Linked DNA regions of Mus musculus: regions 2, 3 and 4 are each linked to region 1. The links are chromatin contacts, called in public HiCAR-type, HiChIP or PLAC-seq and promoter capture Hi-C maps. All regions are on one chromosome and are shown on one strand. Each heading gives the region's core, a stretch centred on a gene start, on an enhancer-like site or on the middle of the called end of the contact. The rest is flanking DNA. Distances are from core to core; before and after follow the strand shown.

Region 1 (4,174 bases), core at 513-3,012:
TAGTTACTAGTTATCTCTAAGAACAGCACTGAATAAGGTTAGGATGGGATGACACAATTTTGTTCGAAGGTTTCAGCTATCAATCTTCTTCTAAGATATGATATTGCTGTGTCCATCTTAAATGATGACTTCCCAATTTCTCCTGATAGAACACACAGTGAGTCACTAGCTTTTAAAATGAACCATAGTCCTGTGTGGACATACACCCGTTTTTAAAAATTCATCATCTGTATCAACATTTATGGAAGTGCATCAAAATACTCTGAATAGTAGATGACATCAATAATAACATGAAGATCATCCGTATTGAATTCATGGTGGGGAAATGAACAGATGATGAAAAGTGATTGGGAAGTGCAGTCAGTGATGGCTTCCTGGAAGTACTGGTTTGTTCTAGATTCAGAAGAATTGAAATTCAACAACTGGGGCTCTGTGCAAATCAATGTTATCCAAAACATGTGTATAAGTCCCAACCATCAGTGAAGACATTGGTGAGCTCATTTTAAAGTAGTGTTTCTTTTAGACTCCATGGAAGACTGCATTGAGAGCCTAGGAGATGGGTGGGATTATTTCATACTCAAGGGTCGGGCAGTGTTTCATGAGTGACAGGTTTCTGCTCTTGAGGTGCTGAGGGACTTGAATGACTTTATTGTAATCCATGAGATACTGTTGATGTGAGCAGCAAAAGAACAAAACATTTTCTCGAACGTCCAGGGATGGAATTTACAAAATGAAGGAAAGTTAGGATATTTCAGACGCGAGAATAGGCAACTAAGTCAAATCATCAAGATAGTAGAAAAGGGGTCAGTGAGGAAACAGGAACAAAAGATCTTAGCCAGATTCACAATGAACTTGGGTTCTGATATCCATCCCCCAGGTAACAAGTTTCCCAGCCAGTGGACTACGTTTGTAATTGAAACAGTATCAGAGCTGTTAATAGCTGACCTCAGTTACACACTTGATTGAGTTAACAGAACCCCCTTCTGCAATAAGATGGAAGGATATAAACTAGTCATTAGAAGTCACCAAGAGCAGGGGTAAAGCTTGCACAAAATCCCTTCTTTTAAGGCCGGGACCTTACCTTACAGTGCATCTGCAGGCTCCCCAAGAACAGCAAGTAGCTTCCCTGTGGCTACTTAACTGCACAGGTGATTAACTTAATGCAGGATTTTGACGACTGAGGCTGTTTTGTTTGTTTTGTTTTATTGTCCTTAACATTTTTAGATATATATTTGAATGTCAAGACTGTCTGTTTTCTAACAGTATATCAAAATTCTTTCTGCATTTTGATTGCCTTAAAAACACCAGAGACCGAAAGGGGGGGGGGGGGAGCAACCCACTGTTTAAAGGTAATTAGCACGTTCTCCGCTTTTTATAACTTTATAATTGAAATCTCATTAAAAGCTTTCTAGGTCTTCTTTTCCCTAAGTGACTAGGTGTCCCTAATTTGTTCTTAGCCAATGTGACTAATTCCAGACGACGCCTAGAAAAAAGTCCGGTACCTGTTGGGGGATAGCAAGGTTAAATAAGTGGGGTGGCTTTTTAGGTTGTTTTTATAACCTACGGGGAAAAACAAAAACATCCAAAAAAAAAAAAAAAACCGTCAAGGCAGGTGGGGGACTTCACTGCCTTCTCTTTGAGTCCTGCCTTTCTCAGTCCGGGTGAAGATTCCCAGGGAATTGAGAGCGCGGTTTTGTTTCTCCCTTGTATTGCAGATAGGGGGAGGAGGTGGTTATTAGAAGCTCTTCCTCTCTCGGTTCCCCTCTCCGCCTGACAGCACCGCTCTCTTGCGGACTCGCTTCTCCTAGGTGATCCATTTCTAGGCAACGTGGGGCTGCAGCGGAGCTTGCCAGGCTGCTGTTGGCTTCCCGCATCCCGCCAGGCGAGCGGCTCGGGAGCATCCTGCAGCCGCGGCTCCGCGCGCCGGCCTGGCCCGCTGCTCGCTCCCGCCGGACTCCCCCGCCACCGCGCCCGCCGCGCCAGCTCCGGGGCCCGTCTCGCGCCGAAGGGGAGTATTCTCTGCATTACTAGCTGCATTACCTTCAAGTTCACTTTTGCCACCCCTCCCGAAGCGGACCTCCCCCTCCCCGCTGGAATCTGGCGACTCCGATCGCATCTTCATCCTCGCTGGTGGCACTGAGAGCTGGCCGCGAGGCGCCACGACCGCGCACGGCCCCGGGTGGAGGGGCTCGGCGGCGGGGGAGGGCGCGGGCACATCCGGCGCGGGGGTGCCCAAGTTGCGGCGGAGCTGGGACCCGCCACCGCGGCCCCCGTGCGGCCACGGCCACCGTCTGAGCGCCAGCCTCGCCCCCCGTCCGAGAGCAGCCAAGGCTGGATACATTTTTTAAAAAGCCCAACTGCAAACAACTCTGGCAATGCCAAAATTCCCCTCCGAGTGACAGGGCTTGGGAGGAGGCTGCCTCTGGCTGTGCTAGCTCTCGGGTCGCCCGTGCCTCTTCTGTGACCAGAAAAGATTGTGCTGTAAAGAGGGATTTGGAAATTAGGGGGAAAGCTGCACTCAACTCTATCCTGACCTCAAACTCTGTGGACCGCTTAAGAGAATATCTACGTCTTGGAAGCAAAGTCGTGGTCAAGGAGGATCGGCATCGGAGGATGGAAGTTTTCCCCTTGCTCTTGTTTCTGTCCTTCTGTTGGTCTCGAACCTGGGACCTGGCGACCGCTGATTCTATCATCCACATCGGTAAGACAGGGCTTCTGTGGCTTGTGGCGACTTTCCCTAACGTTTCCTTGGCTGTGATCTCTGCTTCCCCACCCCCTCGAGCCTCCGGCTGCTGCCAGAGTGGCCTAGGTTCGCTCCCCTCGGTGCCCGCGCTCTCACGGGCTCAGCTTTCCCTAAGCAGTGACTGAGCCTCGCGGCGCGGAGTGAGGCCGTGTGTGGAGTGCGGGCCGGGCACTAGAGGCTCACGCCTGCCTCCGCGCAGGAGTGTGGGGAGTGTGGGGACTCCGGGTGTGGGGAGAAGGAAGTTTGATTGACTCTATCTTCTCGATTTTTCCCGGATGTACATTTGAGCCATTAAAAAAAAATCATAGGGGGTAAGGCTGGCAGTGGCATCCGCGGGGGAGAGATGCGGGCTGGGGCCGGGGGCGCTCCCCGCGGCTCGAACAGGTGGTTTTGCATCCTGAGCGGCCGAGTCCGCTGCGGCGATCGATGCGGACTCCCAAGCTCGCCGTCCTCTGCGGTTCCCGCGACTCGGAGGCTGGAGAGGATGGCGGGGCACTCGCTCCCAGTCCGGGGCGTGGGAGACGCCAATGCCGGCGCAGGCCGCTCCGGTGCCCGGCACAGACACGGTGGCCTCTGACAGCCATCTCCAGAGCTGCTCCCGGGCGAGCTGAGTCCGGGCGCCCCGAGGCCCCGCGGGTCGCCAGGCTCCTGGCCCCACCTATTGGCGAGCCGAGCGTCCGGGCAACGTGGCTGGAGCGGCGGGGCTCGAGTCATTATCATGCAGGGTGCCCGCAGCGAGGGCTCCAACTCTTCTCACTTGCTAATCCCTGAGAGCTAAGTGGAGACTGGCTTTTGCAGCCTTTTTTTTTTTTTTTTTTTTTCCGCGTTAATGTGATGATTTCCTTTTCGGCAATTCGCCCCCTGGGCAAGCAAGGTTCATTTGCTGGGCTGCAGTGAGGCCCCTCTGGAGGATTTTTTTTTTTTTTCTTTTTTGGGTACAGGAGTTTTATCAGTACAAATGGTTTCCTGTTCTGCAAATCCTGGCGACAGATGGGTCACAGCTTCTTTGCCCTTCTACCGTGGCGCGCGCGCGCGCGCGTACACACACACACACACACACACACACACACACACACACGTGGCAGGTGAAGCAGCTGCAGGTGGTAGTTACTTCCAAGCAAGGGGCTTCTGTCTGGTGTGTTTGTGCCTGTGGTGGACAGATCTTCAGCTCCAGGGGGCTCCCTCTTTTGGTATTATAGGCTGTCTTTGTAAACATGTCTGCCATTCTCTATCATTTATTTCAATGGGACTATATGTCTCTGTGCAAGGGGTAATGAGGTCACAATTCAGAAAGCCTTGCCCTTGTGCATTAAGAAAATGAAGCATTACATAGCTGGCCTTCTGGATCCCGTTTTGCCTGGGGCTTACAGTGCCTGTAGGTTCAGAACTTTTCAGGAAGAAATCTCATTGAAGGGTTCAGTAACGCTCTGA
Region 2 (4,174 bases), core at 792-3,291, 1.9 Mb before region 1:
GTTCTCTTGTGTGAGCGCTAGGGTTCTGAACTCAGGTCCTCATGACTGTCTGAGTAATCTGCAACTTAGGTAGGGCTTCTATAGCCATAAAGGGACACCATGAGCACAGCAGGTTTTATAGAGAAAAATATTTAATTGGGACTGGACTACAGTTCAGAGATGTAGTCTATCATTGTCATGGTGGGAAGCATGGCAGCACATAGGCAGACAAGGTGATAGAGAGCTCTACATGTGGCTCAACTGGCAACTAGAAAAGAGCTAGACACTGGGCTTGGCTTGGACATCTGAGACTTCAAAGCCCACCCTTCCCCCAAGCGACACACTGCCTCCCACAAAGTCATACCTCCTAATAGCAACACTCCCTGTGGTCCTAAGGGGCCATTTTCACTCAAGCCATCACAATGCTGACTTTGGGGTGTTTTATCATTTACTTTTATCAATGACAAGAACTTTGAATGGCAATGATTATTTATTTTTGTGTATCTATATTACCTGATAAACCATTATTTAGTTCATGTGTTTCCAGTATTAAGATCCTTTATATTCTTAGGGCATCTTTTACTTGGTTACCTATTACAAGTAAATTATCTGTAAGTTTGGCAGCTTGGCTGCCATCTGATGTGACCTCTTACTGGGTTTTTATAAAACTTTATTTCTATTCTTTAGTCTACTCTTCCCATCTTATGACTGCATTTTTCAGTGTTGCTGTTAAATTGATATTATTTTATTCCTCTCCATAAAGAACTTGATAAGAATAGCATATGATAATGGAGCAAAAGTTAAATATCAAAATTTTAGATAAATATTATGTTTGTATGCTTTATAATATGTCAGTTATATAAAAGGTAAATAATTAAGTTTAATTTATGGGTAACAACACTTTCAGAAAATATTTTTAATATTTAGAGCCCATAAGTTAAATTCACTTCTCATATAATTCAGCATATTACATATTTATTTATATTTAAATTACATTTTACTCAATACTTCACTGTTTGTCTTATGAAAGACAGATGTTGTATATGTTTTCTACACCTGTGTGAAAGATCATGACCAAAAGAACCTTGGGGAGACAAGGGTTTGATTCACCTCTACATTTACATCACAGTGCATAAGAGCAGGAAGCCAAGACAGGAGCTGAAGGCAGGAAGCTGGAGGCAGGGACTAAAGCAAAGGCCATGATGGCTCACTGCTTACTGGCTTGCTCCTGATGGCTTCCTTATACCCCCAAGAATCCCCTGCCTAAGGGAAACATCACCCACAGTGGTGTGAGCCTCTCTACATAAACATTAATTAAGAAATTCCCCACAGGCTAGCTTGTAGGCTAGTCTGGTGGGGCCCTTTTCTTAATTAGTTTCCCTTCTCTCAGATTATGTTGATAAAGAACAGAACAAAGAAACACACATACACACACACACACACACACACACACACACACACACACACACACACAAACCCACCACCACCAACAACAACCAGGAAAATTCCTAACCAAGACTAATCTTATTGCTGCTTCTTTTTACATTTTTTCCCATTTGCTTTTTCAACTTTGCTTTTACATCAGTAACTTGTTAAAGACCAACTTTCATTTTTTTAAACCTTAGAAACAGTGCTAGTTTCTCCTGTGAAACAGTGCTCCACTCTAATGCTACTAAAGGAGAACTTGAGTTCTCACCTCAGTGTAGCACTCAGATCGGTGATTGTTCAGATGGATTAATTGCATTTGTAATACCTAGTTTATTAAAAAACACTAGGAGAATTCTACTTAATGGCTTAATTATTTACACTTCGTTTCCGTGTTTGTGGTCCTGGGTTAAAGCCAGTGCACTGCCTGTTAAGCCCATTCCTCACCACTGAGCCGCACCCTGTCTCTGAGAATGTTGTTTAAAGCTGCTTCAGGAAAATGACTGGACATTCTGAGAGGTGACAGAAACCCAGCTCTTTTCACTTCTGTTCTTTGCTTTCCGTTGGTATCACGTGAGCTGATCTGTGTCCCGCTGTGGCGCATGCATCCTTTATCAGCGCAGATTTTATGCACTTAAGTAAAACGTCATCTGTTGACTTTAGTGTGAGGACTCTGCTCTGTGGGATCCTAAAGGGAGAACTGTGTGCAGGAGAGGTGGCCTTGGCCTCTTCACCCGCTCCCCTCCCTCAGCTTTAAACACATTGTATAATTTTAATAATGAATTATTCATGCTTTTACATAGTTCATTATATGATCCTTTTGTAGGAAAATGAGCTCCGTTCTCTGTGCAGTGACTGCGCAGAAAATCCAATTACTGTCTTTGATCCTGTTTCTCAGACCAAAAGCTTGAACTTGGCATTGCATGGGCTCCTGGAAGTGCTTGTGCTACTATTTCCAAATTTTCCTCCTTTCTGCTCCTCCACCCCACTTCTTTCTTCATTCATCACTCCTACGGTATATGCAAGCAGATCAGCTCTCCTCTTCTCTGACTTCCCACATCAGTGTCTGGTCCTTCTGCAGCCTCCTGACTGCTCCTCTGCCTTTGCTATCAGCTCCTTCATTTGAACCACACTGGAGTGATCCTTTCAACATTGAAAGTAAATTACGTTCTGTGCACTTACCACACTCCCAAGGCTCTTCCCACTCACCCACAGAAGCAAAGGTCCCTAGCCCTGGATGCTTCTCAGGGTTCTGGGCTGTGTTTTCTCTCCCACTTGTCTTACAAAGCTTGGCCCTTGATTGCTGTTTCCAGCTTGCTGCCCTTCTAGATTCCTTCCCACATTGTCTAATGATTTCACGTTAAGGTGTCTTGCAGGAATCCCTCCAGCAGCCACATGCTACTCTCTTCCAGGTTTCTGCCAGTCTGACAGACCTTAGCATTTCTACTTTTTATCTCCCTTGATCCTTACTGTTTTCCATTAAATTCTTCATAACACGTCTCACCATTTTATATTTTTGTTTGTTTATGTGTGACTCAGTATTGAGATAAAAGAGCCCTAAGAGTATGGGCTTTTTTGTTGTTGTTGTTGTTTAAATGATAATAACCTTCAAGGTCTAAAATAGAGCCCTGGGCAAAAGAAGGGTGACACATGTAAAACACTGAAATTGAGATGAACCCTTGGCAGTTTGTAGTAGCTTTACATAATTCCTTTGCAATGATAAGTAACATGCCCCACTATGTTGTTCCTTCAATACTTCAAATGGCTTCATGGCAATCATTACAGGACCTGATTCACAAAGGCCGTGTACACCTCTCCAAGACATATATTCACTTTCTGACCTCACTAAGAGAGACTGAAGGAAAGAACTTTTTCCTCCTTAAATTATGTGTCCCAATGCCCACTGGAGGCCATGGCCATACTTACTTACTCTAAAATGCTGACTTACGTTTATCTACAAACAACACCACAAGGAGAGTATAACTCCTTTGTTCTTTCATGGCAAATTGCCTGTGCAATGAGACTTCTGTTTTAAAAAGTCCTCAGAGAAAACTACACTATTACTCAAATTGTTTCTGTCAAGTCGAATTTCATTCCTGAATTTGTGCTCATTTAAAACATTTAGAAATGGGACATAGTTTATGGATTCAAAGAAAATTATAACTACAGCAGTTGTAAGGCAGTGGAGAGATTAGAAGCTGTTAATCAGCTGCAGTGCCAATTGCATAATTTGTAACTTTGGCCTCTCAGCAATTCAGTTAATTTAACATGACAACTTCATGCTTCACAAGTCCACCATGTCAAGCCATTTAATGGGTTTCTCTTTTCCATTTCTAACCATTCCCATATGATTCTCAGGAGTCTTGGAGATACTAATATTATTCAGAGTTCAGCTCCTGTTAATTTTGCATTTTATTATGAATTCTGGGTATTCATCCTCTTCAGAATGTTACAGACAGTCTAACCCAATGGCTTAGTTAAAATAAGTGTTCAGTTCGCGTTAGATATAGGTATTATCCTGAAAGGTTAAGCATCAGCCCTAATGACTGCATGTGTTTCATAACAATAAAACTTTAAACAGATTTAACATAGAATGTACTTTAACATAAGACTTTTTAAAGGACTTTCAAGATGAGAATTAGTAGTGATGTTTGTTGTAAAGGCGGCTCCTCTACAGTGAGTGAGAAATGGAATGGTTCCAAATAGAATATAATTTTAAGGACTCTTGTCATTATTGTAAGATTAATAATATCATAATCTTTGGAAAGTC
Region 3 (4,174 bases), core at 687-3,186, 1.8 Mb after region 1:
TTGTTCTTATAATGTCAAGTGGCTTGCATGCATGCTTATTTATTTATTTATTTATTTATTTATTTATTTATATTTTATCGTTTAAAATGTTTATTTGCTTTTATTTATTTTTCTCTTTTTGAATCCACACAGGCGCTTTGGGAACATATTATGGCTTCTGGTTTTGTGGTTTTTGTTTGTTTGTTTGTTTGTTTTGGTTTTTGAGACAGGGTTTCTTTTTTCTTTTTCTTTTCTTTTTTTTACACTGTGGCATGAGTTGTTTTAATTTGTTGTGCTGTTACTAAAGTTCTGAGAGCTGTGGTTCAAACATTCCAAGTTCTCCCATCTTTATTGATTCTCAAAATTTTGTACAGAAAACTCTTTGTGGGCTAGAACAGCAGTACTTGCACCACACTGTTTCCTTGACTTCAAGTTTCAAAAGCAAATTGAGACAGGGTTTCTCTGTGTAGTCCTGGCTGTCCTGGAACTCACTCTGTAGACCAGGCTGGCCTTGAACTCAGAAATCTGCCTGTCTCTGCCTCCCAAGTGCTGGGATTAAAGGCTTCTTTAGAGTCTCAAGGAATAAGGATAAACAAAGTGACTACTAGCCCCAAATTATCTGTCCTTAACAGAATTCTCCTTTCTGGTTGACTGTTATTAGTTGGTTTATGCTCTTACAAACTCTGCGTGTTGAGTCCTGAGTCCCAAGTAGTTCAGAAAGGGACCACATTTGGACATAGGGTCTTCAGAAAAGGTAATGAAGTTAAAATGAAGTGACTAGCACACGCTCCCATATTGTACAAATTATGTTCTCATTAGAAGAAATGTGGACATAGACAAGGTAAGTGCAGGCACAAGAACATGGTGTCACAAGTCTAGAAAGGAGGCCAGAATAGGTCTACAAAATACTTTCAGTGTATTTCAGATCTCAGAGAAAATGTTTCCTTGTGTTTATGCCATCTGGAATGTGCTACTGTTCTATTGTGACTGCTTTGGTTTGGGTATGGTTGGTGTGTGTACTCAAAAGGTGATGTATGTGGAAGAAGCTATTTTCATTTTTTTTCCCGAGCTATTTTCTAGTATAGTAGGGTAGAGAGGTAAGGAAACCTTTTCAGGGTGAGGTCCAGTGATGGGGCCATGGTCCAGACAAGGGATTAATGTTGTTCTCCTTTAAGTAGATTAATCTCAGAGAAGGTGGGCTACCACAGAAAAGGATGTATGAGCTTTCCTTGGTCTGTTGCTTCTTGGTGTGCTATGGGATCATTTCCTGAAAGGATATCCAACATGGTGCACACGTATCACAAATCGACTAGAAGAGAAAATGCCAACAAACAAAACCAAGGAAAATCATGTCAACAGTGGAGAAGCTCAAGCAAAGCCTTTGTGTTGAAAAGTATCAGATATTGTCTCTTACTAATTACTTAGCATCTGCAGGACTGTGTGTGTGTGTGTGTGTGTGTATGTGTGTGCGCGCTCTGTCTCACAGAACACTTGTGGAAGCCAGAGAACAACGTTCAGAATTGGTTTTTTTCCTTTTACTAAGTGGCTCTAGGTGATTGAACTCAGGTCATCAAACTTAGTAACAAGCACCTTTAAAAAGCGCCTTTACCCGCCAGGCCTCAGTTTTTTTTATTTTGTAAAACTGTCTTGTAATGATTGAGATTACACAATTAAAACACTGTCACGTTCGAAACGACGAACATAAATTTAGTGAAAAATTATATTGCATATTGACATTGTGGAACATAACCGACAAGCTCCGAATTAATTGTATCTTGCGACGCCATTTGCTCTCATCTTGTTTTATTGTTTTATTAGCTCTGTAGCCGGCGCGGTGAAAAGGAACCAAGAAACAATTCCAGCCTTAGAATCTAGCAGAGATAGATACAGGTTACCATGACAACGGCGCGCTCAGACATTTTTCTGACCACGCGACGCTTGGGAGAACAAGGCCTGGGCTGCGTGTTGCGTCATCACTACGCGCTCCGTGGCTTGCCCAGCGCTGCCTTGGAAGGTCCCGGCCAGGCTACCGTCGCCTCCCTCAAAGAATTATTTTGTTCTTGTCCACCTTTGTTCCAACGAGGAGCCTGCCAGGCTGTAAGTGCGTGCGTGCGTGCGGGCGGCGGGCTCCCTTCGGCGGCGCGCCGGCCTGTCAAGCTTCCTCCTCGGCCGGGCCTCGCCGCGTCTACTTCCGGGCGGCGCGCCGCTCCCGCTTCGGCCCTTTGTGTTCCCGCGGCGGAGGCTCGGGCCTCGCGGGCTTTGTGGAGGCGGCGGGCGCTCGGTGCGGGCTGCGTGGCGGGAAGGCGGGCGCGCACCTCTGCGGCCCGGGTGAGGACCTCGTGCGAGGGTCGGCTCGGGCTCGTGGGGTCGCGCGGGCCGGGTCGAGGGCGCGACGGGCATTTGGCCGGGACTGCAATCCGCCGTCCCCGTGTGGCCTAACAAAGCACAGCCGGAACCGGGCTCGGGCATCGGTGCGGCCGGACCCCCTTTCTCTGGGAGCCAAGTGTGGTGGCTTTGTGTGGCTCCTTGTTTTCACCGCCTCATCCCCCTGTTTTTTGTTCCCTCCCTGCAGCTAGTTCATTGAAAGCTGTCAGCCCCCTCAGGGTGGTGGTTCCTCCCAATATGAATCTTTTCAACTTGGACCGTTTTCGCTTTGAGAAAAGGAGTAAGATTGAGGAAGCACCCGAAGCAGCCCCTCAGCCCTCCCAGGCCCGTCCTTCGTCACCAATTTCTCTTAGTGCTGAAGAGGAGAATGCTGAAGGGGAAGGTAGCAGGGCAAACACCCCAGACTCAGATGTAACTGAGAAAACAGGTGAGTTACAATGTTGCACACTGATAACAACCGGAGGTGACAGGCAGGAGGGAATCCACTTTTTTGTTACACTTTAATGTTACACAGATTGATACAGTGTTTCCAGTTTTGTGCATTGAAATCCAGCATTGGGACTGCCATAGCCACCAACTACCTGCCAACCCGAGCCTTACCTCCATTGTCTCACTTGTAGGAGTTCTTGGGATTCAGCATAATGGTGGACGCTGAAAGCCGAGTGTAGAGAATTCTTGGGTCAGAATGGCTACTGAGAGAAGAATGTAGGCAGTTCTAGTAGACTTCAAGGTTATTAATTTAGTTACAGGTTTTCATCCATTCTAATATTTTCATTTTTCGCCCCTTGTTCTGTCTCTTTTGTTTGTTTTGAGGCAGGATCTGACTTTGTGGCCTTGGCGCTTGTGTGAAACCGCGTGGACTGGATGGCTTTGAACTTGTGATCCTTCTGCCTCTGCCTCCCAGTTGCTGGGATTCCAGCCACATGTCACCGCACCTGACATCTTTTCCTGGCTTTTTGAAAGCAGTGTCCCTCCCTGCCTTACCTTCTCCAGTGATTGCAGATGGGGTTTCATGCTTCCCCCAGCACTGATCTTTTCTGCAAGCTAGATGTGACAGATGCTTGAAGATAACATCTAGATCCAAATAAAGGTTAAAGAAATACTCCTTCCACCTAACTTTTTGGAAATCTCCAGAATTCACTTGAATAGTTTGTAACTCTTAGTGAATAAAAAAATTCAAACCAATTGTAGCAGAGCATTATGGATAAGCAGAACTGAGGAGTAAGTTCACATGAGGATTTTGAACAAGGATATGACTCACCATAGCGTGTGGAGGTCAGAGAACACGGTGAGAGGTTGGGTCTCTCTCCATCATGGTTCTCAGGATGGAACTCATGTTGGGAGGTTTGTGGGGCAAAGGCTTTTATTTGCAGGCCCATCTGACTGGCCACACAGTAGTTTGAACACTTATTTTTAGGTGTAGTGGGAAGTGCTTCTCATGTGTTGCCTGATAATCTTACAGGTTAAGTAGTCCCATTTTTGGAAATGAGACCCAGGGAGGTTAAGTTTTAAGAACCTATTTAATAGAACCTATTAAAAATTCAAACATTCCTGAGAATGAGACAGGAGTCATATTAGACAGTTTCTGATGAATGTGATGGTAATGTTAGAAGTTTTTCGGTCTGTTCCAATACTATACTTCTTTTTGATTTTTTTCGAGACAGGGTTTCTCTGTATAGCCCTGGCTGTCCTGGAACTCACTCTGTAGACCAGACTGGACTCAAGCTCAGAAATCTGCCTGCCTCAGCCTCTCAAGTGGTGGGACTAAAAGGCGTGCGCCACCACCGCCCGGCCCAATACTATACTTATA
Region 4 (4,174 bases), core at 1,097-3,596, 1.5 Mb after region 1:
TAATCACAGAAATGTACATACAGTCCCTAGAAGTCCTAAAATAATCCATTTCTTTACAAAATAATTGAGATGTGCTCTTTAAAAAGAAATTACATTAGTGAGTGTTGTGTAAATCTGATAAATTAAGACCAGTGGCATGAAAAGTGTTGCACAAACATTTGTCTATATTCCTTGAGTTTTTCTGAGCATAAAGAAAAACAAGTATTTGGAAGTTTTGTGGTTAAATTTAAAATGCAAATAAAATACCTGGAGGATAGAAATCCCAGGAAAATTTGAGCGCCCTGCACATTTAGTACTGACATCTTGTGGAAAAACTTCTACCTTTCAGCTAACAGGTCAGAGAGTCACCAAATGAAGAACAAAGCCGTCATGGCTACCTAACCTTTCCAGGCTCTCACGTTGTCTTTCATACACAATTGATGATGTTGGGTCCCTCGGTTACTGGAAAGTCTTGCTTTTCAGATTGTACTTGACAGTTAGTAAAGCTAGGTACAGTGTTGGTTGATTTCAACAGTACCCAGACCAGTCTCCAAAAATACAGAAGAATGCTGTACCCGCCAAATAAAGGCATTATTACCTTTTCCTTTATTGTTGTCGATGGTTGTCTTTTAGGTTTGGAGGGTACTTCCTGATTTACCTGTCTACCCCCCACCCCATCTATTGTTAGAGTATTTATTTCTGCAGAGCTTACACTCTTTAAGAAAAGGGCTCCTCTGATCTTTCTGTCAGCATTGGAAGGCCCGGAACTGTTCTTTATACAGTAGCAAATGGGCACACTGGAAATAGAGAAACAGGTGAAGTCTGACGATAACTTTGAACTCTCTTCTGTCCTTCTCTATCTTGTGAGATATAAACACTAGTTTACTCCAGCCGCTGAAATCCTTCGCACAAGGAGCTCCAGATGGCAGGTTGGATCAGGTCCCTGCTAGCGGAACATTTCAACGGCACTGGACCCTGCAAAGACAGGTTCCAGGGAGCTTTCTGCGGTACCATCTGCCGGAAGACGAAAGTCCTCCTAGAGTAGCAACCACCCTGAAAATCGAAAGCACCAGCCACAGTTGCCACCCACTCTGGTGCCCCAGGGACGAAGAAAGCCCAAACTGGAGAGCACTAGGAGCAAGCTGGGGCGTGTCCCGAGCCAGGAAGTTTCTGATTGGCTCTTTGTGGTAAACTACCAGGCGGAGGGCTAAAGAGGTAGGAGGGGAGCGGTTTATAGAGGGAGTGAACACCCTAACTAAACAGAGCGGGACAGGTGGGTTTGACTGTGGTTTCTGGGCGTTTGCGCAAGAAGCCACGCGCACTAGTAAACCGGGGCCTCCCGAGGCAGCAGTTTCAAAATGCCCAGAATCACAAAGAACCCAAAGACCTTTTGCACTAATTCCGGCAGCCTCCTGTGGCTCTGCGTTTATGAGTCCTACGCTGTGAGTTTTGAAACTGTTTGCATGATCCCTTGCGATAGCTCAGCGTAGCGCGATATCCTCCGCGAAGGGCTTTTGCAGACTGAGACCCTAACGGGCTCTAAGAAACACGCTCAAAGGCTCCTGGGGCAATCCCGATTTTGGTATGTCATAACTATACCGCAGCTTTACTTTCCATTAAAAAAAAAAAAGACTACATGAAAAAAAATCCAAGTACTATGTGGACCAAGAGATGCAGACAAAGTCAAAATTAAGAAATACGTTCCCAGAAGCGAATGGTTTTCACCTTGTTCTGATTTTTGATTAGACGCCACTTAACACTTCTACAAATTAAATGTGCAATAGGTAAGAGCTATATACACACCTCTCTATATGTATTTCTGTCACATTGCACATGGGCGATTTTACGAGTTTCTTGAGAGCTGTGATCCAGGCTTGGAGGGATCTCAGGCCAGGCGGGCTACTCCAGTTGGTGCCCCGAAGGCTCTAGGCGCGTCCAGCTTGGCCGGGAGCCGCCTACCCTGGGTCTCATCTGAGCTGGGGCCGCTAGGACACCAGCCGGGAGCCCGCTTCTTCTCCCCTCCCACCCCCCATTCCCCTCACTCAGGTCGCCTGGGAGGTGACACCCTCAGGAGTCGAATTACAGCCCCACAATTAACATATGAATTTCCAGAACTGACTAGAGGGACAAGGGGGAATTTTTTTTTCTTTTTTTTTTTTTTTCCAGAGCCAGAGCTGAACTCCTCGGCACACAGTAACTTTTCACTGGGTGTAAAAACTCTTTGATTGGCTCCTCGCACGCGCCTGCCCGCCCCCTTCTTTGACTGGGCAGACACGCGACTGGCGCAAGGAGGGGGCTGGGAGGGGAGCCGGGGGAGATACACTGGCGCGTGCCGCTTTTTAAAGGGGCGCAGCGCCTTCAGCAACCGGAGAAGCTTCGTTGCACGCGACCTGGTGTGCGATCTCCGAGTGAGAGGGGGAGGGTCAGAGGAGGAAGGAAAAAAAATCAGACCTTGCAGAAGAGACTAGGAAGGTTTTTGTTGTTGTTGTTCGGGGCTTATCCCCTTCGTTGAACTGGGTTGCCAGCACCTCCTCTAACACGGCACCTCCGAGCCATTGCAGTGCGATGTCCCGCCTGCTGCATGCAGAAGAGTGGGCTGAGGTAAAAGAGTTGGGGGACCACCATCGCCATCCCCAGCCGCACCACGTCCCGCCGCTGACGCCACAGCCACCTGCTACCCTGCAGGCGAGAGACCTTCCCGTCTACCCGGCAGAACTGTCCCTCCTGGATAGCACCGACCCACGCGCCTGGCTGACTCCCACTTTGCAGGGCCTCTGCACGGCACGCGCCGCCCAGTATCTGCTGCATTCTCCCGAGCTGGGTGCCTCCGAGGCCGCGGCGCCCCGGGACGAGGCTGACAGCCAGGGTGAGCTGGTAAGGAGAAGCGGCTGTGGCGGCCTCAGCAAGAGCCCCGGGCCCGTCAAAGTACGGGAACAGCTGTGCAAGCTGAAGGGTGGGGTTGTAGTGGACGAGCTTGGCTGCAGCCGCCAGCGAGCCCCTTCCAGCAAACAGGTGAATGGGGTACAGAAGCAAAGGAGGCTGGCAGCAAACGCAAGGGAACGGCGCAGGATGCACGGGCTGAACCACGCCTTCGACCAGCTGCGCAACGTTATCCCGTCCTTCAACAACGACAAGAAGCTGTCCAAATATGAGACCCTACAGATGGCCCAGATCTACATCAACGCTCTGTCGGAGTTGCTGCAGACTCCCAATGTCGGAGAGCAACCGCCGCCGCCCACAGCTTCCTGCAAAAATGACCACCATCACCTTCGCACCGCCTCCTCCTATGAAGGAGGTGCGGGCGCCTCTGCGGTAGCTGGGGCTCAGCCAGCCCCGGGAGGGGGCCCGAGACCTACCCCGCCCGGGCCTTGCCGGACTCGCTTCTCAGGCCCAGCTTCCTCTGGGGGTTACTCGGTGCAGCTGGACGCTTTGCACTTCCCAGCCTTCGAGGACAGGGCCCTAACAGCGATGATGGCACAGAAGGACCTGTCGCCTTCGCTGCCCGGGGGCATCCTGCAGCCTGTACAGGAGGACAACAGCAAAACATCTCCCAGATCCCACAGAAGTGACGGAGAGTTTTCCCCCCACTCTCATTACAGTGACTCTGATGAGGCCAGTTAGGAAGGCAACAGCTCCCTGAAAACTGAGACAACCAAATGCCCTTCCTAGCGCGCGGGAAGCCCCGTGACAAATATCCCTGCACCCTTTAATTTTTGGTCTGTGGTGATCGTTGTTAGCAACGACTTGACTTCGGACGGCTGCAGCTCTTCCAATCCCCTTCCTCCTACCTTCTCCTTCCTCTGTATGTAGATACTGTATCATTATATGTACCTTTACGTGGCATCGTTTCATGGTCCATGCTGCCAATATGCTGCTAAAATGTCGTATCTCTGCCTCTGGTCTGGGTTTCACTTATTTTATACCTTGGGAGTTCATCCTTGCGTGTTGCGCTCACTCACAAATAAGGGAGTTAGTCAATGAAGTTGTTTCCCCAACTGCTTGAGACCCGCATTGGGTACTTTACTGAACACGGACTATTGTGTTGTTAAAATGCAGGGGCAGATAAGAGTATCTGTAGAGCTTAGACACCAAGTGTGTCCAGCAGTGTGTCTAGCGGACCCAGAATACACGCACTTCATCACTGGCCGCTGCGCCGCCTTGAAGAAACTCAACTGCCAATGCAGAGCAACTTTTG

Evidence for each region. Promoter capture Hi-C pulls out the DNA fragments that hold promoters and counts their contacts. HiCAR-type assays count read pairs that join an accessible place to other places. HiChIP or PLAC-seq counts read pairs in DNA pulled down with a chosen protein or histone mark.
Region 2: a promoter capture Hi-C map of hippocampal neurons shows a contact between it and region 1, with 17 times the contacts expected there. The contact joins the enhancer-like site here to the promoter of Grid2 in region 1. A contact is called at or near these places in 7 of 39 promoter capture datasets (cranial neural crest, embryonic stem cells, frontonasal cranial neural crest and 3 more), 5 of 115 datasets of contacts at active chromatin or transcription factors (astrocytes, embryonic forebrain, embryonic hindbrain and 2 more) and 1 of 9 other capture datasets (embryonic stem cells).
Region 3: a HiCAR-type map of astrocytes shows a contact between it and region 1, with 5 times the contacts expected there. The contact joins the promoter of Smarcad1 here to the promoter of Grid2 in region 1. A contact is called at or near these places in 2 of 39 promoter capture datasets (cranial neural crest and hippocampal neurons) and 2 of 115 datasets of contacts at active chromatin or transcription factors (astrocytes and forebrain).
Region 4: a contact with region 1 is called in an H3K27ac HiChIP or PLAC-seq map of embryonic stem cells, with 17 times the contacts expected there. The contact joins the promoter of Atoh1 here to the promoter of Grid2 in region 1. A contact is called at or near these places in 2 of 39 promoter capture datasets (embryonic stem cells and hippocampal neurons), 4 of 484 Hi-C or Micro-C datasets (all in embryonic stem cells), 4 of 115 datasets of contacts at active chromatin or transcription factors (astrocytes, embryonic forebrain and embryonic stem cells) and 1 of 9 other capture datasets (embryonic stem cells).

What each region holds. Positions count from the first base shown.
Region 1 is chr6:63,254,244-63,258,417 of GRCm38.p6, forward strand. Grid2 (glutamate receptor, ionotropic, delta 2) reads left to right here and starts at 1,763. Exons shown (of 16, transcript NM_008167.3): 1 at 1,763-2,701. The coding sequence starts at 2,614.
Region 2 is chr6:61,327,905-61,332,078 of GRCm38.p6, forward strand. All of the region lies in intron 3 of Ccser1 (coiled-coil serine rich 1), which reads left to right. Among named protein-coding and RNA genes, the nearest start is that of A730020E08Rik, 150 kb to the left of the region's middle. Within about 2 kb of position 2,042, at least 9 of the 459 cell types and tissues checked have an H3K27ac peak or open chromatin away from gene starts, as enhancers often do. A contact at or near this core is called in forebrain and hippocampal neurons, where this site is marked.
Region 3 is chr6:65,040,655-65,044,828 of GRCm38.p6, forward strand. It overlaps Smarcad1 (SWI/SNF-related, matrix-associated actin-dependent regulator of chromatin, subfamily a, containing DEAD/H box 1), which reads left to right and starts at 1,937. Exons shown (of 24, transcript NM_001355250.1): 1 at 1,937-2,076; 2 at 2,552-2,791. The coding sequence starts at 2,602.
Region 4 is chr6:64,726,779-64,730,952 of GRCm38.p6, forward strand. Atoh1 (atonal bHLH transcription factor 1) reads left to right here and starts at 2,347. Exons shown (of 1, transcript NM_007500.5): 1 at 2,347-4,174. The coding sequence starts at 2,545. The coding sequence ends at 3,600. Gm35851 (a long non-coding RNA gene) reads right to left here and starts at 2,083. Exons shown (of 3, transcript XR_377731.4): 1 at 1,783-2,083.